Linked DNA regions of Mus musculus: regions 2, 3, 4, 5 and 6 are each linked to region 1. The links are chromatin contacts, called in public promoter capture Hi-C and targeted proximity ligation maps. All regions are on one chromosome and are shown on one strand. The core of a region is the stretch at or near the end of the contact, and the rest is flanking DNA. Distances in the headings are between cores, read along the strand shown. Region 1 holds the start of Yif1a (Yip1 interacting factor homolog A (S. cerevisiae)). Region 2 holds the start of Grk2 (G protein-coupled receptor kinase 2). Region 3 holds the start of Kdm2a (lysine (K)-specific demethylase 2A). Region 4 holds the start of Scyl1 (SCY1-like 1 (S. cerevisiae)). Region 5 holds the start of A930001C03Rik (RIKEN cDNA A930001C03 gene). Region 6 holds the start of 2010003K11Rik (RIKEN cDNA 2010003K11 gene).

Region 1 (3,700 bases), core at 450-2,949:
GTTGGTTGTTTTTTTTTTTTTTTTTTTCTGAGACAGGGTTTCTCTGTATAGCCCTGGTTGTCCTGGAACTATTTTGTAGACCTCGAACTCGTGATTTTGTAGGCTGGCCTTGAACTCGTGATCCTCCTGCCTCTGCCTCCTTCACCAAATCCTACCGGCGTACGCATCCACAACTGGCAAGATTTATTTATTTATTTTATATATACAATACACAATAGCTGTATAGATAGTTGTGAGCCATTGTGTGGTTGCTGGGACCTTCGGAGAGCAGTCAGCCAATGCTCTTAACCACTGAGCCATCTCTCCAGTCCCGATCTCCCCCCCCCCCCAAAATTAATTACATGTTAAATGTATTTGTTCTGTGTATCTCTCTCTGGGCGGGATGGTGCAAAGAGGTGCACTTTAACATAGCTCGAGTGTACAAATCGGAGGAAGATTTTTCGGAGTTGGCTCTCTTCTTCCACCGTCTGGGAATTGAATTTAGGTTCTCAGGCTTGGCAGTCTGCTGAGCCATCTCACAAGCAAGCTAACATGACTCTTAAAGGATTTGGACAAATGGATAAAAAGGGAAAGGCATATCTCCCGCATCCCAGGCGGAGGAGCAAAAGCAGCTGTTGGACAGCATGGGCTGAGTTTGGGGATCAGAAAAGTCTGACCTTATGCAACTAAACGCTGAGTAGTTAGTCAGCTGTAAGTATCCGAGGGTGTGTCATGCTATCTAGAGAATAGTACCTGACAGTCTGTGAGAGAGGGACCCTTGGAGGGATTGTCTCCAGCGACGATGGGAGTGGTTACAGCCTGGGTGGGAAGAAAAGAGCCTAGGAGACTAGGAGTGAAGCTTACGGGCCTCACTTGGAGATCACAGGACTGGTGATGACTCAGGAGACCTTCAGGAGACAGGTCACTACACCTCTGCCTCCCAAATCTCCCGGACCACTGGAGAAAGCGATGGAACAAGGCCCAGTACAGATTCCTGTCCCATGTATACCACCAGGACTTCGTATCTTCTGGGTGGTCTCAGTTTCTGTCTCCTGCCCCATGCGTGAGCGCGTGTGTGCGTGTGAGTGCGTGTGTGCATAACGTATTGAGCGCGATTCCAAACCCTCCCAGCAGAGGCCCTCGGGGATGAGCCCAGCGGCGGACTCTACAGGGCATTTTCAGCACCAGCCGACGGACAGCACCAGTTCTGAAAGGAGTGGGAGGGCGGAGGAGGAGTCAGCGTTCCAGGGCTCAGGGCCGCGCTGTCACTCTCCCGGTGCGGGCAACAACAACAATTTCTAGCAGGCCGGAGCTCCAAAACAGGATGGAGTGAATTGGAGGAAAGAGCACAGAGTAGGGGCAGGGATCAGTCAGAGCTTGACCGACCGCCGCATTCCTCTTGGACTGCATTGCGGCGGAGCCAGCTTTGTGCCCTGACTAGTTGGGTCGGTCAGGACTTTAATCTTCCTATTGGCGTAGTCGTGGCAAGGAGCGTCAAGCGCCTCTTGGCGCAGACGCGGAACTAAGTTACAACTCCTTCTCACCTATTGGCTGGTAGCGCCGCAAATTAGCCAGCCTACTAGTCAATCCGAGAACATCTTGAGTAGCTCCGCCCCCTATCTGTCGGAAGTTGAATATGACAAAACCCGATTGGAAGAGAGCTCACCAGTAGCCAATTGAAAGTGTAAAGGGGGAGAACCAGCTCTTCCGACGAGCCAATGGTAGACAGCGAAGTGTGACGCCAAGGACATGGCGGCCGCGATCGGACAGCCCTGGGACGTGTCGGGCCGTCGGGTAACTTCGGTCAGGACCAGGCAAGAGAAGTAGCTGTTTCAGTAGTGTTCGTACCCACGACTCAGCGAAGTACCCACGACCCTTGGGTAGAGCGAACGTCACGGCCATGGCTTACCATTCGGCATATGGAGTCCACGGTGCGTGAGGAGTGGGGAGGGCGGGGCGCGGCCTGGCAGCGGGGAGCCAAATACGCTGAGAGACCCACTGGTTCTGTTGGAGAGGGTCTGCAGTGACCGCTGCCCAGGGCGGGGAGAGTGTCTCTCGGGTTCCTGCCCTGCCACACTGCAGCGTGTCCTGGACTTCGCCCTTACTAGCCAGTCCTGAGATCAGGCTGCGACAGCACTACTGGGATCCTCAAGTCTAATCCTGCTTGTACCGAATTTGCCTCCAGAACTTCCTTTCCCTCTTACAACTCGGGCAGCATTCCTGACCACTGTCCAGGGACTCCGAATAGCCAATATTGCCTTTTCTACCTGTGTTAAGTCAAGGAATGTCTTTGCGGTGATTGTGCCCAAGCAAACGTCTTTTCACTCGCTAGTACTCAGAGATCATTTCCCTTGAGAGACTTCCTAGAAACCCCAAATGGGTAGCCATGTTTAGGCACACCTTTCCCACTGCATGCAGTAAATGATCCCCCACCCTGACCCCCCGAAGGATAGGAGATCGACTTTAAAACTCATCCTGCCTTTTCCTCAATTGTTCGGTGCCTTAGGACCTATGCACAGCTTCCCAGCCTGGGGAAAGGGCAGTGGTCTGGGTTCTTGCTCTGTAATTCTGTAATCTACTTTGGTCCTCTCACACCTGCAGGTTCCAAGCATAGGACCCGGGCAGCTCCAGACCCTCCTCCACTCTTCGATGATACAAGTGGTGGTTATTCCAGCCAACTGGGCGGATACCCAGCCCCAGGAGCTGATGTAGCCTTCAGTGTCAACAACCTGCTTGGAGACCCAGTGGCCAATATGGCAATGGCCTATGGCACCTCCATAGCATCCCAAGGGAAGGACATAGTGCACAAAGAGGTGTGCCCTGGGCTCCCGGGAGGAGGGAGGCAGGGCTTCTGGCCAGGGTTGGGGTGTCACAGGATCCCATCTTACTCCCCAGGCATCCTTTAGGAAGGATCACGGTAGGGCTCATCCATAGCCTCTTCTCTTTACTTCCAGCTGCACCGTTTTGTGTCCGTGAACAAACTCAAGTATTTTTTTGCTGTGGACACAGCCTATGTCGCTAAGAAGCTAGGGCTATTGGTCTTCCCATACACACATCAGGTGAGCTTCCCACCAGGAGAGCTGGCCAGCCTCTCCCCACTCGCGGATAACCTGACTGATCATCAGATCTCAACCCTCTCTCTCTTTCTCTCTGCTCCTGTTTACCCGACCACCTCGCCACGGCCAGAACTGGAAAATGCAATACAGCCATGATGTGCCTCTGCCCCCGCGGAAAGATCTCAATGCCCCTGACCTCTATATCCCCAGTGAGTCTCTGATGTGGGGCTTGGCCACAAAGGGGACTTGTGCCTTGAGCATAGTTAGGAAGACGATTCTGTTAATGACCCAGCGTTCATTCCTGGAGCTTTCCACGTGGGACTGTTACTAGACACTAAGTTGACAGGATGACCAGTAGGAAACTTCCTGAATGACCTTGATTTTTTTTTTTTTTTTTTTTTGGTTTTTCGAGACAGGGTTTCTCTGTGTAGCCCTGGCTGTCCTGGAATCCTGGAACTCACTCTGTAGACCAGGCTGGCCTCGAACTCAGAAATCTGCCTGCCTCTGCCTCCCGAGTGCTGGGGTTAAAGGCGTGCGCCACCACGCCCGGCACTTTCCTGACTTTTAAAGTGGACCCTGTCTCTCTCCAGCCTGGAGCTCAGGGTTTCACTCGGCCCAGCAGTTCCCAGCTGTAGGGCTTCAGACTTTGGATCCTCACAGCTGCC
Region 2 (3,700 bases), core at 410-2,909, 780 kb before region 1:
CTGGAGGAGGGGGCACGGTGACAGGCACAGCAGCAAGCCCGCAACCTGCCCACCTGGCTCTAAGGACAGAGGACACCAGAGGCCTATTTCACACTGCCCACTGGGGGTAGAGCATGTTCTACCACAGAGAATGACAGTAAAATCAAGGCCAACTCTTGGCTGTTAAAGGAGTTGGCATGGGAGGCTACTGGGACTGGCCTCACCACCCACCAGGAGGCATCCTGGTGGGTGGACACATCTCCTCTTCCAGATGCAGGACAGACGTCCAGGCCACCCTTCAGGTCAGGACAAAACATAAAACTCGAAGCTGAGAGCCCTGATGTGGAGGCCAGGTGACACTGCACAAGCCATTCCAGTCTGAGTTGTTTCCCCTCTCACACACACACACCTTGTTCTATGGGAACAAAACTACACCTGTCTCACTCGCTCTCTGGTCTCCTGTGCAGCTCAAATAGGAAGATAAGTCTATTTACCATAATATACTGGACAAGCCCCAGCTACACCTCTCACATCCTGCCCTGTTCTGCACCCACATCCTGGACAGTTTAAACTTTGATACCAGGTGCGATGACATCAGTTGTCTTGTAGAGAGGTGGCAGCATGGTCCATCTGCTGTAGGATGGGAGGTCCCCTGGTCAAAAGTACCCATAAGGAACCACAAGTGGGGAAAAGGGTAAAGTAGGGACTTCCCTCACCCACCGGAGCGCAGCCCTCAGGAATGGTACACTGCACTGTCCCCAGAAAGCACTCTCAAACCCAATCCCATAGTGACCCCACCATAGGGGAAGGCAAAATAAATAAATAAATAAATAAATAAATAAAAGTCTTCAAATTGGTCCTCTTCACTCCACAAACCTCACAAGAGTGTTACCCACTCCACGGGGAGTGGATAGGGTAGTGGAATACCAACGGGAGCAACAGACTGTGTGATACAATCGGGTAAACAGAGGCAGACTTGAGGAAGGGAACCACAAGGGAACACGAGAGGGTAGAGGGCAGAGCCAAGCATCAGGGTGGAAAGAAGGCTGCAGCAGAGTCAGGGGCTGACAGCGACCAGGCCGGGCAGTGAGATACAGGAAGCGGCAGGGCGGCCCAGGGCTAGGAGCTTGGACTTGGGGCGCCCAGGGCTTGCGGACACCAAGCCTTGCGGCGGCAGGGACAGAGGAAGTCTCCGGGTCCTGGGGCGGCCAGAATAATGGGGTCTCCGGGGCAGAAGGTCCCCGGAGTAGAAGGGGTTCCCGGGTCCTGGGGCAGAAGGTCCCCGGAACCTGGGGCGGAGGGGGTCCCTAGGGCACGGGATCCCGGGGCGGCGCGTGGGGCCCGGCACAGGCGGGCTCACCTGGGCTCTGGCAGCAGGATCTTCTTGCTGGCGCGCGCGGCCGGCGTGGCCTTGCTCTTCTCCATGGCCATCAGGTAGCTCACATCGGCCAGCACCGCCTCCAGGTCGGCCATCTTGGCGGCGGCGGCGGCGCTGTTCCTCCCGCCGCCCGAGGCTCCGCTCCGCTCCCGCTCGCTCGGCCCGGCCCGGCCCGCGCGGCTTGTGGGCCTCGGCGCCGCCGCCGCCCCGCCCGGTCCTCGCTCGTCGCCGGCTCACAGGCGGCGCCGCCCCATGGCGCCGGCTCGGGCCCGGCCCGGCTCGCGCTCCGCTCCCGCCGGGACTGCAGTCGGGGCGCCGCCGCCGCCGCCACCACCACCACCACCCGCTCGCCCGCGCCCCGGAGCTGCCGCCGCCGCCTCCGGCCCCGCCTGCCGCGCACAGCGCCAGCGAGCCGCCGAGGGGCCGAGCCGGGCGGGCGGCGGGCGGGCGGGCAGGCGACAGCGCCCCCTAGAGGCTGCACCGCTCGGGTCCGAGACACGGGTCTCAGTCCTGGTTTGTTACCTGAGTCTTCCACCAAGGACTCTAGGATGACCTCAGACCCCAAGCCATGACCACAAACGCGGATCCCATCTCAGCATGCTAGACTGCACGCTCCACTAGGGCCAAGACCGTGGGTCCTAACAAGAATCCTGACACCGACCAAGACTCCTATACTCAAATTTCTGAACATTCTCTCAGAGTCACACCATCATTACCACCCCTGACTCCTGACCTGACCAGATGACAATCCTGACTTCAAACTCCCAACAGGACCCCAGACTCAGAGCTTGGGCCGCACTCCTGACATGAACGTTTGTTGTTGTTCTTGTTTTAGAGAGGGTATCCCCGTGTAGCCTTGGCTAGTCTGTAACTCACTATGTAGACCAGGCAGACCACTAATTCACAGCGATCTGCTTTCCTCTGCCTCCCAAGTGCTGAAATGGATTAAAGGCATAGTCCATTAAACCACACTCTGATGAACGCCGAACTCATTAATTGATCGATCGATTGACTGATCAGTTGATTGATTGTGTATGCACATGTGGAGGTTAGAGGACAGACAATTTGACCATCAGTTCTCTCTTTTTACCACATGGGTCTCTAGGGATGGAACTCAAGGTCCTCAGGCTTGGTGGCAAACATTTTACCCACTGAGCCCTTCTGTGCCTTCTTCCTTGGCCAACTCCTGTCTACTTTACCTGGCTAGCACACGAGAGGCAAAAGCAGGTGTCTTTCTGTAAAGTCAAAGCCAACCAGGGCTATAGAGTGAGACCCCGTCTTAAGCAAATGAGTGAAAGCAATTTAAACTGCACACCTCTCTAGAGCACCTCTTTGCTTTCCAGGCTGCCAGGACACTCCCACCCCAGGCATGGACACTTAGAACCTGATTCTCCTGCCAGTTCGTGTCCAGCAAAGCAAGTATCCCGACTCCCCTGACTTCTTGACTCCTTCAGAAGAAAACAAATCCTATTAGGGGAGAAAGGTTGTCAGCGGACGACATCTCTAGACAGATCCTGCCTCTACTTCTCCTTTCCTAGGTCACCACTACAGCCTCCTGAGAGTCCTCTGACCTGTCCATTTCTCAGGGTTCCTAAAACTGCCCTCTGATACAGGCTCTGACCAGAATGGCTGTCCCCAAATCTAGATCTGATGGGATTACTGTACATTCAAGGCCAAACAACAGCTGTCTAGTGCCCCAGAGCTACCAAGAGTGAAAAGTCCTGTTTTTGTTTCTGGTTTTGGTTTTTCCAGACAAGGTTTCTCTGTGTAACCCTTGCTGCCCTGGAACTCACTCTGTAGACCAGGATGACTTTGAACTCAGAAATCTGCTTGCCTTTGTCTTCCAAGCGCTGGGGTCAAAGGTGTGTGCCACTATACCCACCTGAGACTGCCAAGTCTCCTTTGGTTTTGTTTGTTTGTTTGTTTGTTTTTTTTGAGACAGGGTTTCCTTGTGTATCCCTGTCTTGGAACAGGGTGTAGACCAGGCTGGCCTTGAACTTGAACTCAGAGATTAACTTGCTTCTGCCTCCCAAGTACTGAGATTAAAGGCATGAGCCACCACCACCTGTCAAAAGTGTAAAATCTTAAGGGGACATTTTGGACCCCAATTTTCTGCTGCCCAAGCCAGGTTCGGTTGAACAGTAACCTGTGCTTAGCTTTTTTGAAACAGAGTCTCACCATGTAGCCTTTGGTTAGTTTGAAACTTAACTATGTAAACCAGGCTAGCCTTGAACTTATAGAGATTTATACCACCCTAGTGGCCTAGGTGAACAGTCTCTCTCTCTCTCTCTCTCTCTCTCTCTCTCTCTCTCTCTCTCTCTCTCTCTCTCTCGTTTTTGAGAC
Region 3 (3,700 bases), core at 898-3,397, 690 kb before region 1:
AAGAACTCATTATGGAACTTATACCTCCCCTTCTCATTAAGTTAAAGACTCTGAGAATCCTTTATCCTCTTGGGCAAATGGTGCCATGTCTTGTCAATATTAATCACATCACAACTATAAAATAAGACCTAAGCAAAAGGAGACTTTGGTTTCAGTTCCTTAGGACCAGCCACATCATTTGTTTCTGCTCATGGGATTGCAACTAGCAAAATTCTTCCTGCTAACATTAGCAATAGATAGATAAAGAGATAGATAGATAGAGGGGACTGGAGACATGGCTCAGTGCTTAACAGCACTGCTGCTTTTCAAGAGGATCCGAGTTCAATTCTCAACAACCACATGGCAGGTCACTGTCTGATTCCAGTTCTAAGGGACCCTTACACAGATATAATGCAGGTGAAAAGGCTCAGGACTTTTACTTCTCTTCTTCTGTATGTTTGCTGGTGTGTGTGTGTGTTTAAGTTTTGTTGTTTTGAGACAGGATCTCTCTACATAGCCCTGGTGGTCTTGGAACTACAACATAGACCAACCAGGCTTGCCTCCAACTTACAAGAGACCCGACTGCCTCTGCTTGCCCAGTGCTGGCAAAGGTGTGCAGCACCAAACCCAGGAAGGACTTTTATTTCTAAAGTGCTGAATGGCCAGGTGAAGGTGAAGTACACACAAAACTAAGCCAGACCCTAAACCAGTGAGTTCTCAAACAGGTAATAACAAATTATAAGCAAAACGGGGAGGTTACTTTCATTAAAAAAAAAAAAAAAGAGGGCAAGAAAAATTTGGTTTTACAGAAAGACTTCAAACCAATGTCCCATATCCTTCTAGTAAGGAACTGCCTTCCCCAAACTACCATCCACCTCAAGGTGGACAACTACAGAACAAATTTGAGAGTTGCAAACGGAGGCAAAAATACCATCTAATCTAGATGAGTAAATAATAAATGAAACGTCTCGATATATGGATACGGGTGAAACATCCATTAAATAAAGGCCGGTTGGCACGTCAATCAATCCACAACACCAAGCAAGGGTTTTCGTTTTTCTAAATATCTTTCTCCAGAATAATGGCTTCTAATTGGATATACAAATGTTTTTTTTCTCTCTTGTAAATATAATACGGCCACGTTAACAAAATCCTTTCAGAGGACCCGATGACATAGTTTGCGAGAGCAGTTCGTGGCACTGCCCTCCTCGGCCTCGGTCGCGAGGGACACAGTCTGCACCCCAGGGCCGGACAGCAAAGCGGTAAACCTCGACTGCTCCCCTAGGGAAAAGGCGTTCTGTGGCTCACCCCTTGCAAAGAAATAAAAACTTTACATTAAGTCTTTAGATAAGACCGGGAACCAAACTTCCCAGGGCGGGGGAGGGGGGAGGGGAAATCTCACCGAGGATTTTGTTCTTGAGTTCTTGTCCAAGAGAGAAGTAAAATTCCAAACACAGACAAAATAAAATCCCAAACGTCGTCTTCGGTATTTCTGTGTATTAACCCAGTATCCAGAGAAGGGTCAGAGCGACCCGGAAAAGAGGAAACAGTTACTGAATCAAACCTCCTCTTCTGGCTTTTACAGACTCCGCGTCCGAGGCGTCAGGGAAGCAAGACCACTCGGCTACTCCCCCAAGCTGGCGGTCAGCAGCCCCAGCCCGAGACCCGGGTCAACCGGGCCGCGGGAAACACCCTCCTCTCGGTACCCTCAGCCGGCCACAGCCGCTACCGAAGCCCAGGAACCGCGGCCGATCAGCTGAGACCCGCCCGGCCGACGCTCCCCGCGCCGCCCGGCCCCCCGGAACGCGGGCCCCGGCCCCGGGGGGCGGAGAGGGCGGGAGCAGCGAAGCGCCCTGACCGGGGGCCTTCGGCTGCCTTTGCGTCGTCCCCTGAGCCGGGGCTCCGCGCTGCGGGACGATCCCCCGTACACCCCCAGCTACTCCCCAGTAGCAGAGGAGGGACTCCGGGGGATGGGCCCCCTGACGTTGCCCTTCCACGCGAAGAGCCCACTGCCCGGGAGGGAAACAACCGCGACGGGCCCGGGAACTGGAAAGGTGCTCTGCGGCCCGCCGCCGCCGCCGCCGCCGCTGCCGGGGAGGGGTGTTGTTTCCCTCACACAGGAGGATCCGCTGAAGCAGCCGCCGCCATTTTGAACCCGTCAGATTCTCACATACACACAGCTCCTCCGGCCTCACTGCGCAGGCGCCCTCTCTTCACCACCACCCCCTCCCTCCCGTCGCCTCTCCACCCCCACCTCTTTCGAGCCTCCCTGCGCGTCTTACCGCTCTCCGGGACACACGTGAACGCGCACGCGTCACTCCCCCCACCCCACCCCGCCCCCTCTACCACGGACACACCGCCGGAGCGCGCACGCGCCGATTGCGTCGGCCTCGAATCGCCCGCGCCCCGCGACGCCGACGCGGTTCCCCGCCCTCCCCCCCTCGCGTCAGCCCGCACGCCCTCTGGCCGGCCTACCGCCCCCGCTCCCTGCCCGCCTCCTCTCAGGTCGCCGGCTCGACCGGGTGCCTGCGCCTGCGCGCCAGTCGCGAGCCTCCTCCGCGCGCGCTCTCTCTCTCCCCCACACCCGCACACAGACACACACGCACACACAGACGCGCGCGCGCGCGCACACACACACACACACACACACTCGCAACTTCGCCGGTGACCCCGCCCACCGCCGGCCAGCTGCGCCAGCCGCCCTCCCTCCCCCACTACTCTAGGGAGGGTTGTGACCCCCGACCCCCACAAAACACAGCACCCCGCCCCAAGCAGTAGGAAGCATCTCCCCTTCCCCTTCGAGCCACCTCTGCTGGGTGGTCAGACGGGTCACACAAACGTGGGCCAGACGGCCTGGGTCAGGGCAGCCGTTGGCCGCTTCAACGCGGGGTCCCCCGGGGTCATGCCATGGGAGCGGGCCAGAGCCGGGTGCTGTGCTCGGGTCTTGTCAGACCCAGGGAGTGCACGGAAAGAAGCGCCCTCCCGCCGGGCGCCCTCCCTCACGCGCCGGCCGGCCGAGGCCCACCTGCTCGCCATCCCGGAGTAGGCCCCTGCGCCCCCCGCTGCAGGGCCTGGCCGCCCTTAGCACGGGGGGAGCTCCTGTCCGTGCAGCGAACCGGTTTCGCCTCACCCACTCCTCGCCGCTCCGAAGGGGCAGGAACCGGTAGCAGTAGCATGTCTGTCCCGAGCTCTGTTCCCTCAGGGCAGCTCCAGACGCTTGACAAGGGAGTCCACAGGTGCTGTGCGCGACAGTGGGATCCACGACGGCTCAGGGGTGGCAGCAGCTAGCACACCCCACTGCGGGCCGCAGGCTCCCAGGGAGGTGGCCCAGGGAGCCCCTGCTGTTGGCCACGCTCAGGTTTCCGTAGCGCCGGTGCCCTCGGCGGCCCGGGTGGGACGTGACCCCGCCCCCGGCGAGTCGGGGCACCCCCCACGGAGAGGGGCGCGGGCCGCCCCTAACCCCAGGGCCGCGGCTTGCGAGGGAGGCCCAGCCGAGAAAATGTCTCCGGTTTGTGTGCGCAGCTTCGCGCGAGGGTCAGCGATGGGGCAGCGGCGGCCCAAGCTGCTCGGCCCTGCCGACGAACCGGCTCCCGCGGCTCGACAGCCGCCCGACGGGCAAGCGGGCTCCGGACGTCGACGGAGCCCAGCCAGAGGTAACAGCAATGCCATGCGAGCAGCCCAACTGCGCTCAGGGCAGTTCCCCAGCCAATCTCGTGCTTTG
Region 4 (3,700 bases), core at 878-3,377, 680 kb after region 1:
AGGATCCAGTCCACTGTGAGCAGTACCACTCTTGGGCAGGTGGTCCTAAGTTATATAAAAAAGCAAACCGGAGTAAGCCAGTGAGCTACATGCTTGTCTCCACACAATCCAAATGTGAGACGCCAAAACATAGGTGAGAGGTCCTGACAAGGAATCCCAGCGTGGACGGGGGCTCACCTGAATCTCCTCCAGGAAGAGGTTGGTCTCAACAAAGCGGTTGCTCATGAAGCCACCGGGTGCCCGGCAGTTCTGCAGGAAGCGGGCCGGGTTGGGACGTACTTTTGGGTTAGCTCCCACCAGTTCACAGTAATGGGTCACCAGGGATTTGGGGATCTGTAAGAGAAGATTCCGTGTCAAGGAAAGAGTAGTGGTGGGTGGCAAGAAAGAAGGGCCTAGGACAGAGGAGGCAGGCAGAGGCTGGGCACTTACCTTCCCAGGGTTGCGCAGGGCAGCTGCCCGAGGTAGAGACCCATTGAAAACTTCCCAGATGAGGCAGCCCAAGCGCCACATGTCTGCTGACCTGCAGTAACCCAGAGCTGTTCAGGGCTCCCTAGAATATGCTAGTGCTGCCTCCAACCTGCTTTAGGTCCCAAGCACCCGCTGCATCCCAGACCCTGGCTGCGTCCCTGAACTGAGCCCTCCGCCCCAAGGAGTTTGTTTCATTAGCCCCATTTAACAAAGACACCAAAGCTCAGAGAAGGACAGACACCTGCCTCCAACACACAGCTTTCAAATCCAGAAGCACCGAACACCCAAACTCTGTCCCTCTTAGCCAACCACCTCCTCCTGAGATCCTGCTTCCCCTGCCAGGCAGGCAGCAAGGGAAGGGGTTTCCCAGCGGGTCTAGGGGTCGCCAGAGTCCAGGAGCCTCAGTGCGGGCAGATCAAGGTACGGTGACCTCGGGCACCCACCACTTCTCTCTGACTGCTCTGCTACTGCTGTCAGCCAGCTCCGGGGGATCATACTGCTCGAGCTCCGGGATCCCCTTGCTGGGTGGTCCCCCGCCGTTGCCCTGTGCCGAGTACATGTAGTCCAGACCCCCAAGTTTCCACTCGCCAGCCCTGTCCACAAACACAGCGGCCATGCAGACATTATTGTGGATGAGGTTGCAGTCGTTGACCAGGAAGCTGAGGGCTTTCACGATCTGGTGTAACCCCCATGACAGCTCCTGCTCCTTCAGGCCACCTGCTTCTGCTCGTGCCTTGAGGTATGTTCCCAGGGGGGTCACAGCCTCTGTCACGATGTGGAGGCACTTTTCTGTCTGAGTAAGAAAAGGGGTATCAGGGCACGGTGCCAGAAGAGGAAGGGAAGATGAGGGGCGTGACAGGGAAAGAGGCAGTGGAGAAGATACCAAATCTGAAGCTACTGAAGCACTTGGGTACAAAGTGAGGGCCTGAGGAGAGTAAGATGGGTAGATCGGGCGACAGGTACCTCCAACCCATCGATATAGGCCAGGATGTTGGGGTGTCGGAGAGTTTTGAGGCGTTTGAAGGCAGCTTTGGCCACCTGGGTCTGCTCTTCAGCTCCCGGTTTCACATCATACACGAAGATGGACACTGCGCTGCCTGTGGCCTGGTGGAGGACAGACAGAGCAACCTGAGAGGCACGGGCCGGGTGATCTCTCCAACCTGCCTGGGCTACAGCAGCTCCGAGCCCATCTCCAAAACAGAAGGGAAGGGACTCCAGCCAGTCTCGCCCTAGGACAGCCCTGAAGGAGCTAGCCAGGCCCACGTGACCCCCGTCCGGTTTGCTTGTCCGTCCCTCGGTCCTTCCGCCCGCCACGTCGTCACTGCTCGCCCCGCTCCCCAGCCCGTTGCCGGGATTCTCGGTCGCCGCCACGTCAGGCCCGGCGCGACACAGCGAAGCCGGCATACATAGTAGGAAAGGCCGAGGTCGGCCGCGGCCTTCGGAGCAGCGCAGTATCTCACCTTTTTGCGGCCTCGGTGCAGGATCCAGGGCCCGGGCGGCCCGCCTTCGGGGGGCTCAGGGCTCAGCTCGAACGGGAAGTCCCGGACCGGGTCCCGGGCAAAGAACCACATCGTCGCCGCCGCCACGGGCTCGGGAGCCTCCACTCCGGGTCCTCCGGCCGCCCGAGCCGGGGCGGGGCGGGGCGAGGGCGGAGCCAGTCTGGTCTATGGGCGGGGTTTGAGTTGGGGCGGAGCTTTAGGGTGGGGCCTTGCGGGAGTGAGGCTGGACTGAAGGCAGACCTCCCTGGGCAGGGCGGAGCGTGACCGGAAGGGTGAGCCAAGATGGTCATCTGAATGCTCCCAACTTGTGGCCTTGTATAGATAGAAAAATTGAGTGTGATAGAGAGTAGTGAGTGCAACCGTTGTAGAATGAAGAGGGGAGGGGTTCAGGAAGTGAGCGTGACAATAGGGCCTATCTAAACCTGGGGGGGCAGGGGTGGAAAGAGATGGGGAGATAGAAAAGAAAGGCTACTAGTGGCAGGCAGTATGATTGGAAAGTAATAGTAGTGAGGAGAATGGTTATTGCTCTCATTTTTTAAGATATATTTATTTTATGTATATGACTACACTGTAGCTGGCTTCAGACACAACAGAAGAGGGCATCGGATTCCATTACAGATGGTTGTGAGCTGCCATGTGGTTGCTGGGAATTGAACACAGGACCTCTGGAAAAGCAGTCAGTGCTCTTAACCCCTGGTCTCTCCAAACTCCAATGGTTATCTCTTAAGCCAAACGCTCCTTCAACAGGCAATGGGCAGATTTGGGGTTCAGCGAGGAATTTAGTTACTACAATAAAGGTACTTGAGACCTTGAGAGTGGGGTTGAGGTGGAGATAGGCAAGGGGTGACACAAATGTCCTGAGAGGTCTGGGAAACTGTTGTTAGAGAAGTATGTCCAAAGTGGACATGGGTGCTGGCCAGAGTCCTGCAGGAGCTTGAAGCTGGGAATGATGTTTGAGTCACTGAGCTGAGCTGGCAGTTGGAACATGGCAAAGCCAGGAATAAACCTTTTCTTCCAGAATGTCTCTCAGCACCCTCTGTTGGCCCACAACCTCCTATAACTCCAGTTTTAGGAGCGCCAATACCCTGTGATAGTTTGTATATGGTTGGCCCAGTGTACTCCTATTAAGAAAATACCTCTGTGATGGTTTGTATATCCTTGGACCAGGGAGTGGCACAATCTGGAGGTGTGACCTAATGGGTGTGTCATTGTAGGTGTGGGTATAAGATCCTCACCCTAGTTGCTTGGAAGTCAGTCTTCCACTAGCAGCCTTTGGATGAAGACATAGAAATCTCAGCTCCTCCTGCGCCATGCCTGCCTGGATACTACCATGCTCCCACCTTGATGATAATGGACTGAACCTCTGAACCTGTAAGCCAGCCCCAATTAAATGTTGTTTTTTATAAGACTTGTCTTGGTCATGGTGTCTGTTCACAGCAGTAAAACCCTGACTAATACAGAAGTTGGTACCAGAAGTGGGGTATTGCTGTGATAGGCCTGACCATGCTTTTATTTGAAAGAATGTGGATTTTGGGACTTTGGATTTGGAAAGCAGTAGAATGCTTTAAATGAGGCTTAATGGGTCATCCTAGTAGGAATATGAAAGATTTTGTTGCTGGGAGTGATTTGAACTGTGTTGACCTGGCCCAAGAGATTTCAAAGGAGAAGATTTTCAGAATGTGGCATTAAGACTGGTTTTGTGGTATTTTGGTGAAGAATGTGGCTACTTTTTG
Region 5 (3,700 bases), core at 417-2,916, 650 kb before region 1:
TGCCACTCACTCCAGTGCGTCCTGTAAAACATATATGGTTCATGAGCCTCTTAAGTGGTGGCACACACCTTTAATCCCAGCACTCATGAGGCAGAGGTCAGCATGGTCTACAGAGTAAGTTCTAGGGCAGCCAGGACTATACAGAGAAACCTTGTGAACACACACACACACACACACACACACACACACACAAAACCCCATAAACAGTTCATGGACTTTTCTGCCTAGTGTCTAGGATGCCTGCCCCAGGCCAGTGTTGCAGAGCCTTCCCCACCCCCTCCACCTTTAGGTGCCTCCTCTGATCTCCTGGTTCCCACGTTGGTTGGGTTCCCATGGGCAGTACCTAAAGACCTGGAAAATATCTCCTATACTTAAAAACAAAAAAACTGTAACTGGTCAAAGAAGGTGACGTCAGCTTTGCAAACCACAAAACCAAAGGCTGTGAGATGGGTATGGTGGTGCATACACGTGATCTGAGCAATCCTTGGGCCGAGAGACAGGAGGACTGAGCGTACAAGGCCTCCACAGTAATATCCTGTCTCAAAAACAAAACAGGAACCACTAAAGTAAAACGACAAAAATACAACCCCCCCCCCCAAAAAAAAACCCAACAACCATAAAAACCACTGGTATTCAGAGTAGCAAGCAAGACTGTGCCCTATTTGCCAGGTCAGCTTCTCTGGCTCCTTCCATCAAATTACCCACTTCTGCACAATCCCAGAGGCCAGAAGGACGTGGGGACAGGAAAAGAAGGCTTGCTGCTGAAGGCAAACCCACAAACACACAGGACCCCCACTCCTCGTGGAGGCACAGAAGGAGGGCTCAGCCACTGTTCTGGTCATGGGGTCCTTGAGGACTCACAGTGACAAGCCCAGAGAGCCAGGATGCAACCAGGTACCGCACCGAGCCGGCCATCAGCCTTCAGCCTCACTGTCCCAGCTTTCTTCCCCCTATCAGGTTGCTCTGAGAAACTGAGGCTTGGTTAGAGTCGAAGTATGGCATAATCAGACTCTTCAGAGAAGGGTCGGTGTTCCAGTTTTCCTCTCTAGGGTAAAGCATGGGGATTTGCACCATAGTGGATGGAGAAGAGGTGATGTCGCCCGACGAACATCACTTACTAACTTTCAGCAACTAACTTTCAGCACTCTTTTCTATACTACGCTCGGGTAGGGGCTTTCAGTCCTATCATGTAGTTAACCTTCAGAGAGGTTAAGGGACTTGCCCAAAGGCACACAGCTGTAAGAGGCAAAGGCTTGATTTTACTGCTGCCAGTCGAGCTCCAAAGTCCTCACACTCTCGTCGCCAAGTAGTGACAACAACTGCTCTCGTAGGATTTGCTATTTCCCTAGGTGGCCCAATTCAGTCCCTGTGACACCCCTCCCCCTAAGTGCTATTAGTCCCACTTTGCTTCTACTGGCTAAAACTGAAAAACTCTGCCTTCGACCCCAGGCCCTGCTGAGATTTCCCCCTAGGAGGCTAGAGCTGGGTTCTTTCGAGGCAGCTCTCAGCAGACCCGCACATGGGGGGTGTCCCCAGCGCAGGGCCAAGGATGAGGGCACTCACCTCTGGGAAGGCCCCTTTGGCGAAGACCATCATCAGTGACGTCTTCCCGCAGCCCCCGTCGCCCACCAGGACCACCTTGACCGAGTGCCCGCTCTGCGGCGCCTCTTCTCCCGCAACCTGGGACGCGTTCATCCCTGGCTGGCGGACGGCGGTGCGCGGAGCAGCAGGCGGTACGCGGCGGGCTGGCTGCGGCGGGCGCGGGGCTGGCCCGGCGGGACAGGAATGTGGAAGGGGCGGGGCGGCGGGAGGAAGTGGGAGCGGGGCGGCCGGGACAGGAGGCGGCCCGGGGGGCGGGGGACACCCAGCTCAGGTGAGAAGCCCGGGACAAGATGGGGGTGCGGCGCCCGCCCAAGGGTGGACGCTCCTGGGGTCCGGTCTCCTGGCGTCCTGTCTAGACACTCAAGAAAGACTTTTGCAGCACCTACTGCGTGCAGTCGCTGAGGCCGCAGGGGTGAGCGGAGACCTACGCCTCCAGAGGGCACCCAGGGCTCGTGGGAGAGTAGACAAGTACTTGGAGAGAGGCTGGGGACAGGGAAGGAGGAAGCACCTGGACTATCTGCCATGGGTGGGAGGTTATTTTTATGAATGAATGGGTGGGTGAATGAATGAATGAATGAATGAATGAATATGAGTTTCTGCTATTTGCGGACCTCCTCCAAATGTTGTAGGCCAGATGAGAAAGGAGTGGCCCGGGCATGCCCTTGTGGGTCACTGCAGGACCTCTTCAGCCAGCTCCAGGAAGTTTCAATGAAGGTGGAATTACCACGCATCTCACCCAGGCAGCCAGTGAGCTAAGGAAAACTATGGAACCGTCCATCTGTAGAGCTCAGAGCTAGCTCTGGCACATGGCAGATGTCATGAATGGTTCATATTATGGTATATAGTATGATGGCCTTTTAGTTTTATTTTTTACGCGTGTGGGCGTTTTATCTGCATGTATAGACATAGACATGCATCCTGGTGTCCTCTGCACTCGGAAACCCTGGAACTAGAGTTACAGACATTATGAGCCACTATGTGGGTGAACCGGGATCCTCTGGAAGAGCAGCCAATGTTCTTAACCTCTGGGCCATCTCTCCAGCTCTTTGGTATAATGTTTAATCAATGCAGATGATCCTTAGTTTCTTAGAGTCTGGGGACCCTGCACTGTTCCGATCAAAACCTCGACTCTGAGAAGCCTAGAATAGGAGGTGTCAGGACAGGAGAAAGGAAAAAGGGGCTCTTCGAAGAGACTGGAGCAAGGTAGCCACGCCCCCACTTCTTAGCGACAGGACAGAGGGCGGGACTTGGCTGAGGAGCTAGTATCTGGAGGGTGGAGCACTTTGGATTTCAGGAATAAATCTTACTTTTCTCTAAATCTCCGCAACCTTCTTTGTGATCAGATTTTTCTTTTTAACTTTTGGTGAGCATAAGTGGGCTGGAAATGTAGCCGCGCTGCCCGGATGCTTAACCAGCACTCATGAAAGCCTCGGTCCCATTCCCAGTTCCACATAAACCGGGCTTGGAGATCCATGCTTCTAATTCCAATACTGATGAGGTGAAGCCAGGAAAATCTGAAGCTCAATGTCAGCTTGGCTGTTCAGTGAGTTCAAGGCCAGCATGGATTAGATATTCTGTCTAAAAAAGAGGGGAAAAAGGTCTCGCCTGTCTCCCCAGACCTCAGACTGGGTGTTTAATGGAAGCTAAGTGGACCATGGTCAGAAGTCTTTGGGTTTCACCTCCATGACTTCATCTCCCATTGTATTCAAAGTCAGGCAGTGAAGAGGACCTTCAGCCCTATTTGATCCTCACTGTGTCTCAAGGAGGCAGTTTCCAGTTTCCCTCTGGGCCAGAGGTCAGCTGTATGGAAGGAGCCTCCCAGAAGCCTCCCCAGCTCCACCTTTTGGATGCCCCTTTCCCGAAACCGCCACAGGGCTGGGCGGGACTTGGCATGAAGCTGGGTGTGTGGCTGAACAGGATGCCCAGAAGGAGTGGTGAGGAGCCCCCCCCCCCCCAGTCAGCTGTCAGCCTTGTCATCCCTACCTGTCATAAGGCCAGTCTGGGAGGCAGGTGGAGCTAGACCAAGGGTGGAGGAAGCTGAGAGTCAGGCGGAGGTGGCCTTGGTTGCTATAGGGATAATCACTCTAATGACACACTT
Region 6 (3,700 bases), core at 597-3,096, 590 kb before region 1:
ACCTGGGAGAGGCCCAGAGCCTGTGCATTAGTCACTAGACAAAGACTTTCCTTCAGGTCAGTGGCTTTATTAATGGGTTCAACCCCAGTGTTAGGCAGTGTGTATGTGTAGGAGGAAGGTCTCTTCTCCACTCCTGACCTCAGTTTCCCTCTGTCACACAGGGAGAGAAGACTTCCCTGCTTTCTTCATCGGGATATCATGAAGTCCAAAGGCAGCCATATGCATGTTTGGGCTTCTCAGGCATATAGCAACCCCCCCAGGACAGTCCAGACATGGTCCTAGCCTGTGAAGGCTCACAGTCTATGAGGGAGGCCCAAGCCTTGGCCAGTCACTGGCAGCTGCCCAGAAAGCCATGTGGAGCTTGGCCCTGGGAGCAGGTGATATTCAGGAAGTTCTCAGCCTTTCTTTGGCTTCACTGAACTCTGACCTGGAAGTGGGTGGCTGGTCTTTGTGGGGCCAAGGGGTCACAGTTGCTACTCTCATTTCTGTGTAGGTCCCTAAGACCTTCATAAATGCCAGTCCAGGGAGTCTTTAAACCCAAAAGGTAGAGAGCCAGGTATTTCCTCTTCAGGCCTATGGAGATCTTTGCTAAGAGATAGGTGCCAGAACCAAGAAGAGCAGCCACATGGGGGCTTTGAATGATCTGGTGGCAGAGGCCTCCTTGGGTCACAAGACAAAGTTCAAAAGCTGGAGCAGTTCAGAGTCCAGAAAAGCCATGCAGGGGCAGATGAAAAGACACAGGAGCAGAGCCGGTGGAGTGAGGGACAGTCACAGCAGCTTTAGTTGTTGGTGTCCAACAAGGTCTCTGGGGAGGCTGGTTGACTCAGGGTCACACTGGGGAAGCTGGCGACAAAACTCCTCCACCTTCTTTTCACATGCTGGAAGACCAAAGTAGGAGAAACATCATAGCAGTGGCTTCAAGTGGTGTTCCACTCACAGCCACCAGGTGGGGGTAGAGCCATGAAAGAGAAGCTAAACTCCTGGGGGGAGGGGAGACCCTTCCCCCTGGGACGAAGGGCCAGGAGGGGTGGGGCAAATCTACTCTTCATCCTGTGTGAGAGGTACAGACGGTAATTTGCCAGAAGTTGCATTGGCCAATCTGCCTGCCTCCTGCTCTAGTCACCCTTGCAACATAGTATTACATTAATCATCTTAATACAGCTCTCAGAGCCTTGTGTGGTAATATATGCCTGCACTCCCAGCACTCAGAACACTGAGTAGGATCAAGAGTTCCAGGCCACTCTGGGCTACTTATCGAGACCCCATCTCAAAACAGAAACAGCTCTGACCATATTCCACCCAGACCCCATTTGCCCACCCTCCTCCAACCTTCAGTGAATCCCCAGTGCCCACAGGGGTGAGGGGAATCACAACTGCTTTTAGTCAAATGCATTCAATTCCTGGGTATTTTGCTTGGCTTTCCTCAGGTCAGCTGTGCTCTTAACCCTTTGCTGCCCGGAGTCCCCACCCTTCCCCATGAAAGTGATAATTCAGTTTGAAGCCACACCTGCTGGTACTGTCTCAGCCACCGCCGGCTGCCTCCTCCTCTCTGGCCTTGGATCAGCTGTTCTTTGTCTCCCAGGGTCCCTGGCAGCCGCTCCTGGACAGAGACCTCCAGCCCTTCCGTGCCATCGGGGACCTGCGACCTGGACTTCTCACGGCCCAGTCTGAGGCTCAGTGCTCTGTGGAGTCGGCCATCCAGAGACCTCCCCTGGGACTCATGGAGCCTCCCATAGGAGGGCCGGGGTTCTCTAAAGGACTGGCTACGCAGGCTGGTCCCCATGATCCTAGAAGCTAGCACTGGTCGGTAAGCCACTAGCTTTGTGAGATGGCCTGGTGCCTTCACTCATATGATGGGAGATCACCTGTAGACAAAGGTCAGTGCTGCTGAGGTGGCTGTCATAAACCAAAGGGCAGGCCACAGAGGCCAAATATCTCTGAGTCATTCTCTCCATTGACTTCTCACCCTGTGGGACTATACAGCGCAGGCTGGCTTCCAGCTCGGGATCCTTCTGAATGCTAGGCTGGTTCCTATTGTCTTCCCTCCTCCCTCCAGACAGCCTTCTCTGACCACACCACCCTGGAGACCTTGCCGGCCTCCTCTGGCCTTGGCCTTGGCTGGCCGTACCACTCATCTCATTGACATTAAGCAAAGATTACTTCTACAACAGGACAGAGAACAGAATAGCTTCATTCTACAACAGTCAAAACCGTAACTACCAGGGTGAAATCGGGTAAGGCAGGGGCTGGACAGTGGACGGTACTTGTTTTCATGGCTCCAGACCTTCAGTTTTACAAGGTGAAAAGTGCTCTGGAGGTCAGCGGCACACATCCAAAATCGTGACCTGCAGGGGCTGGGGGGACGGCTCACTCATAAAGTGCTTGCTGCACAGGATCTGGGTTGGGTTCCCTGGTACCCCTGTGGAAAGGTGGATATGCATCTGTCATCCCAGACCTGGGAGAGACAGGAAACTCTCTGGGACTTGCAGTCCCTGTCTGAGCTGCATTGGTGAACTCCTGACCCAGTGGGACACACTGTCTCAAAAACTAAGGGGAAGGAGTGGTCGAGTGGGTACAGGCACTTGCTGACAAGCCTGACAACCTGAGTTTGATCCTTGGGATTCACCTGGTGGAGAGAACTGGCTGCCACAGGCTTTCCTCTCTCCACCACACATGCGCTGTGGCTCTCAAGAACACACAATACACACACACACACACACACACACACACACACACACACACAAATAAATGTAATTTGAAAATGTAAAAAGGTGAGGCCAGGCAAGGTGGCTCATTCAGTGCTCATGCCAGGGGAATTTCTGTGAGTTTCGGCCAGCCTGGTCTACACAGCTAGTTCCTCTCTCAAAAACTAAGAGGAAAAAAATTAAAGGTAGAGAATGACAGAGGAAGACACTTAGTGTCAACTTCTAGATTACACACATGTGTGCGAGTGTACACACACACACATAATCCCTTCACACACCATACAGAGACACAAAGAAAAAAATGACCTATAGTAAATATTATCTCAGTGCCAGACTTTTGTCTTAGACAGGGTCTTATGTTGCCCAGATGGGCCTCGCTATGTGGCAGAGGATGATCTCGAATTCCTGATCTCTGCCCTCCTCCACCTCCTGAATTCTTGGATTACAAGTATGGGTCACCATGCCTTGTGTAGACAGTGCTGGGGATGGAACACTGATGCTTGTGCACGCTAGGCAAGCACTGTGCCAACTCTGCTACATCCTCAGCCTGGCAGGTTCTGTGTGTGAGAGTGTGTGTGTGTGTGTGTGTGTGTGTGTGTGTGTGAGAGAGAGAGAGAGAGAGAGAGAGAGAGAGAGAGAGAGAGAGAGAGAGAGAGAGAGAGAGAGAAAACAGGACAGTGCCAGGGTCAGGAGAACTAAATTTCTCCAGCCTTAGCTTTGCCCTCAATATTCTAGCAAAGCACATGGTTAAAAGCTCAGGCTCCAGGGACCACTGTCTTCTAGGTAGACTGCAGTTTCATTGCTTAAAGCTCTGTGACCTTGGGTTGCATCCTTCTTCTCTCTTTGGTTCCCTCAGTGTAAGAGTGACAAAGAACTCAAGCTAGAGCCAGGCAGGCCACCACCAAACACCTTGAGCTCCAGCACTCGAGGCAAGGGCAAGAAGATCTCTGTGGGTTTGAGGTCAGTTGGGTCTACAAGTCCAGGATAGGGTTGTT

Evidence for each region. Capture Hi-C pulls out chosen DNA fragments and counts their contacts.
Region 2: a contact with region 1 is called in a targeted proximity ligation map of microglia, with 5 times the contacts expected there. A contact is called at or near these places in 4 of 130 datasets of targeted methods (embryonic stem cells, memory CD8 T cells, microglia and 1 more).
Region 3: a targeted proximity ligation map of pancreatic cancer cells shows a contact between it and region 1. A contact is called at or near these places in 2 of 39 promoter capture datasets (3T3-L1-derived adipocytes and erythroid cells), 1 of 130 datasets of targeted methods (pancreatic cancer cells) and 1 of 9 other capture datasets (adipose tissue).
Region 4: a promoter capture Hi-C map of adipose tissue shows a contact between it and region 1. A contact is called at or near these places in 2 of 39 promoter capture datasets (both in liver), 1 of 130 datasets of targeted methods (pancreatic cancer cells) and 2 of 9 other capture datasets (adipose tissue and pancreatic islet).
Region 5: a contact with region 1 is called in a targeted proximity ligation map of bone marrow-derived macrophages, with 4 times the contacts expected there. A contact is called at or near these places in 6 of 39 promoter capture datasets (the 3T3-L1 cell line, the SN4741 cell line, embryonic stem cells and 3 more) and 4 of 130 datasets of targeted methods (bone marrow-derived macrophages, extraembryonic endoderm stem cells and pancreatic cancer cells).
Region 6: a targeted proximity ligation map of embryonic forebrain shows a contact between it and region 1, with 2.1 times the contacts expected there. A contact is called at or near these places in 7 of 39 promoter capture datasets (the HPC-7 cell line, the SN4741 cell line, erythroid cells and 4 more), 2 of 484 Hi-C or Micro-C datasets (CD4 T cells and LSK cells), 7 of 130 datasets of targeted methods (craniofacial prominence, embryonic forebrain, embryonic stem cells and 3 more) and 2 of 9 other capture datasets (adipose tissue and liver).

The regions. Positions count from the first base shown.
Region 1 is chr19:5,086,839-5,090,538 of GRCm38.p6, forward strand. Yif1a (Yip1 interacting factor homolog A (S. cerevisiae)) reads left to right here and starts at 1,700. Exons shown (of 8, transcript NM_026553.4): 1 at 1,700-1,910; 2 at 2,581-2,792; 3 at 2,934-3,038; 4 at 3,166-3,244. The coding sequence starts at 1,880.
Region 2 is chr19:4,304,563-4,308,262 of GRCm38.p6, forward strand. It overlaps Grk2 (G protein-coupled receptor kinase 2), which reads right to left and starts at 1,660. Exons shown (of 21, transcript NM_001290818.1): 1 at 1,340-1,660. The coding sequence starts at 1,452.
Region 3 is chr19:4,394,930-4,398,629 of GRCm38.p6, forward strand. It overlaps Kdm2a (lysine (K)-specific demethylase 2A), which reads right to left and starts at 2,148. Exons shown (of 21, transcript NM_001001984.2): 1 at 1,382-2,148. It overlaps 9430078G10Rik (transcription initiation factor TFIID subunit 4), which reads left to right and starts at 955. Exons shown (of 3, transcript XM_030251152.1): 1 at 955-964; 2 at 1,401-2,521; 3 at 3,182-3,700. The coding sequence starts at 955.
Region 4 is chr19:5,769,292-5,772,991 of GRCm38.p6, forward strand. Scyl1 (SCY1-like 1 (S. cerevisiae)) reads right to left here and starts at 2,128. Exons shown (of 17, transcript NM_023912.3): 1 at 1,929-2,128; 2 at 1,432-1,572; 3 at 912-1,261; 4 at 430-520; 5 at 178-333. The coding sequence starts at 2,039.
Region 5 is chr19:4,437,657-4,441,356 of GRCm38.p6, forward strand. It overlaps A930001C03Rik (RIKEN cDNA A930001C03 gene), which reads left to right and starts at 1,667. Exons shown (of 3, transcript NR_045990.1): 1 at 1,667-1,733. It overlaps Rhod (ras homolog family member D), which reads right to left and starts at 1,787. Exons shown (of 5, transcript NM_007485.5): 1 at 1,564-1,787. The coding sequence starts at 1,695.
Region 6 is chr19:4,496,737-4,500,436 of GRCm38.p6, forward strand. It overlaps 2010003K11Rik (RIKEN cDNA 2010003K11 gene), which reads right to left and starts at 1,847. Exons shown (of 2, transcript NM_027237.2): 1 at 1,508-1,847; 2 at 52-878. The coding sequence starts at 1,783. The coding sequence ends at 780.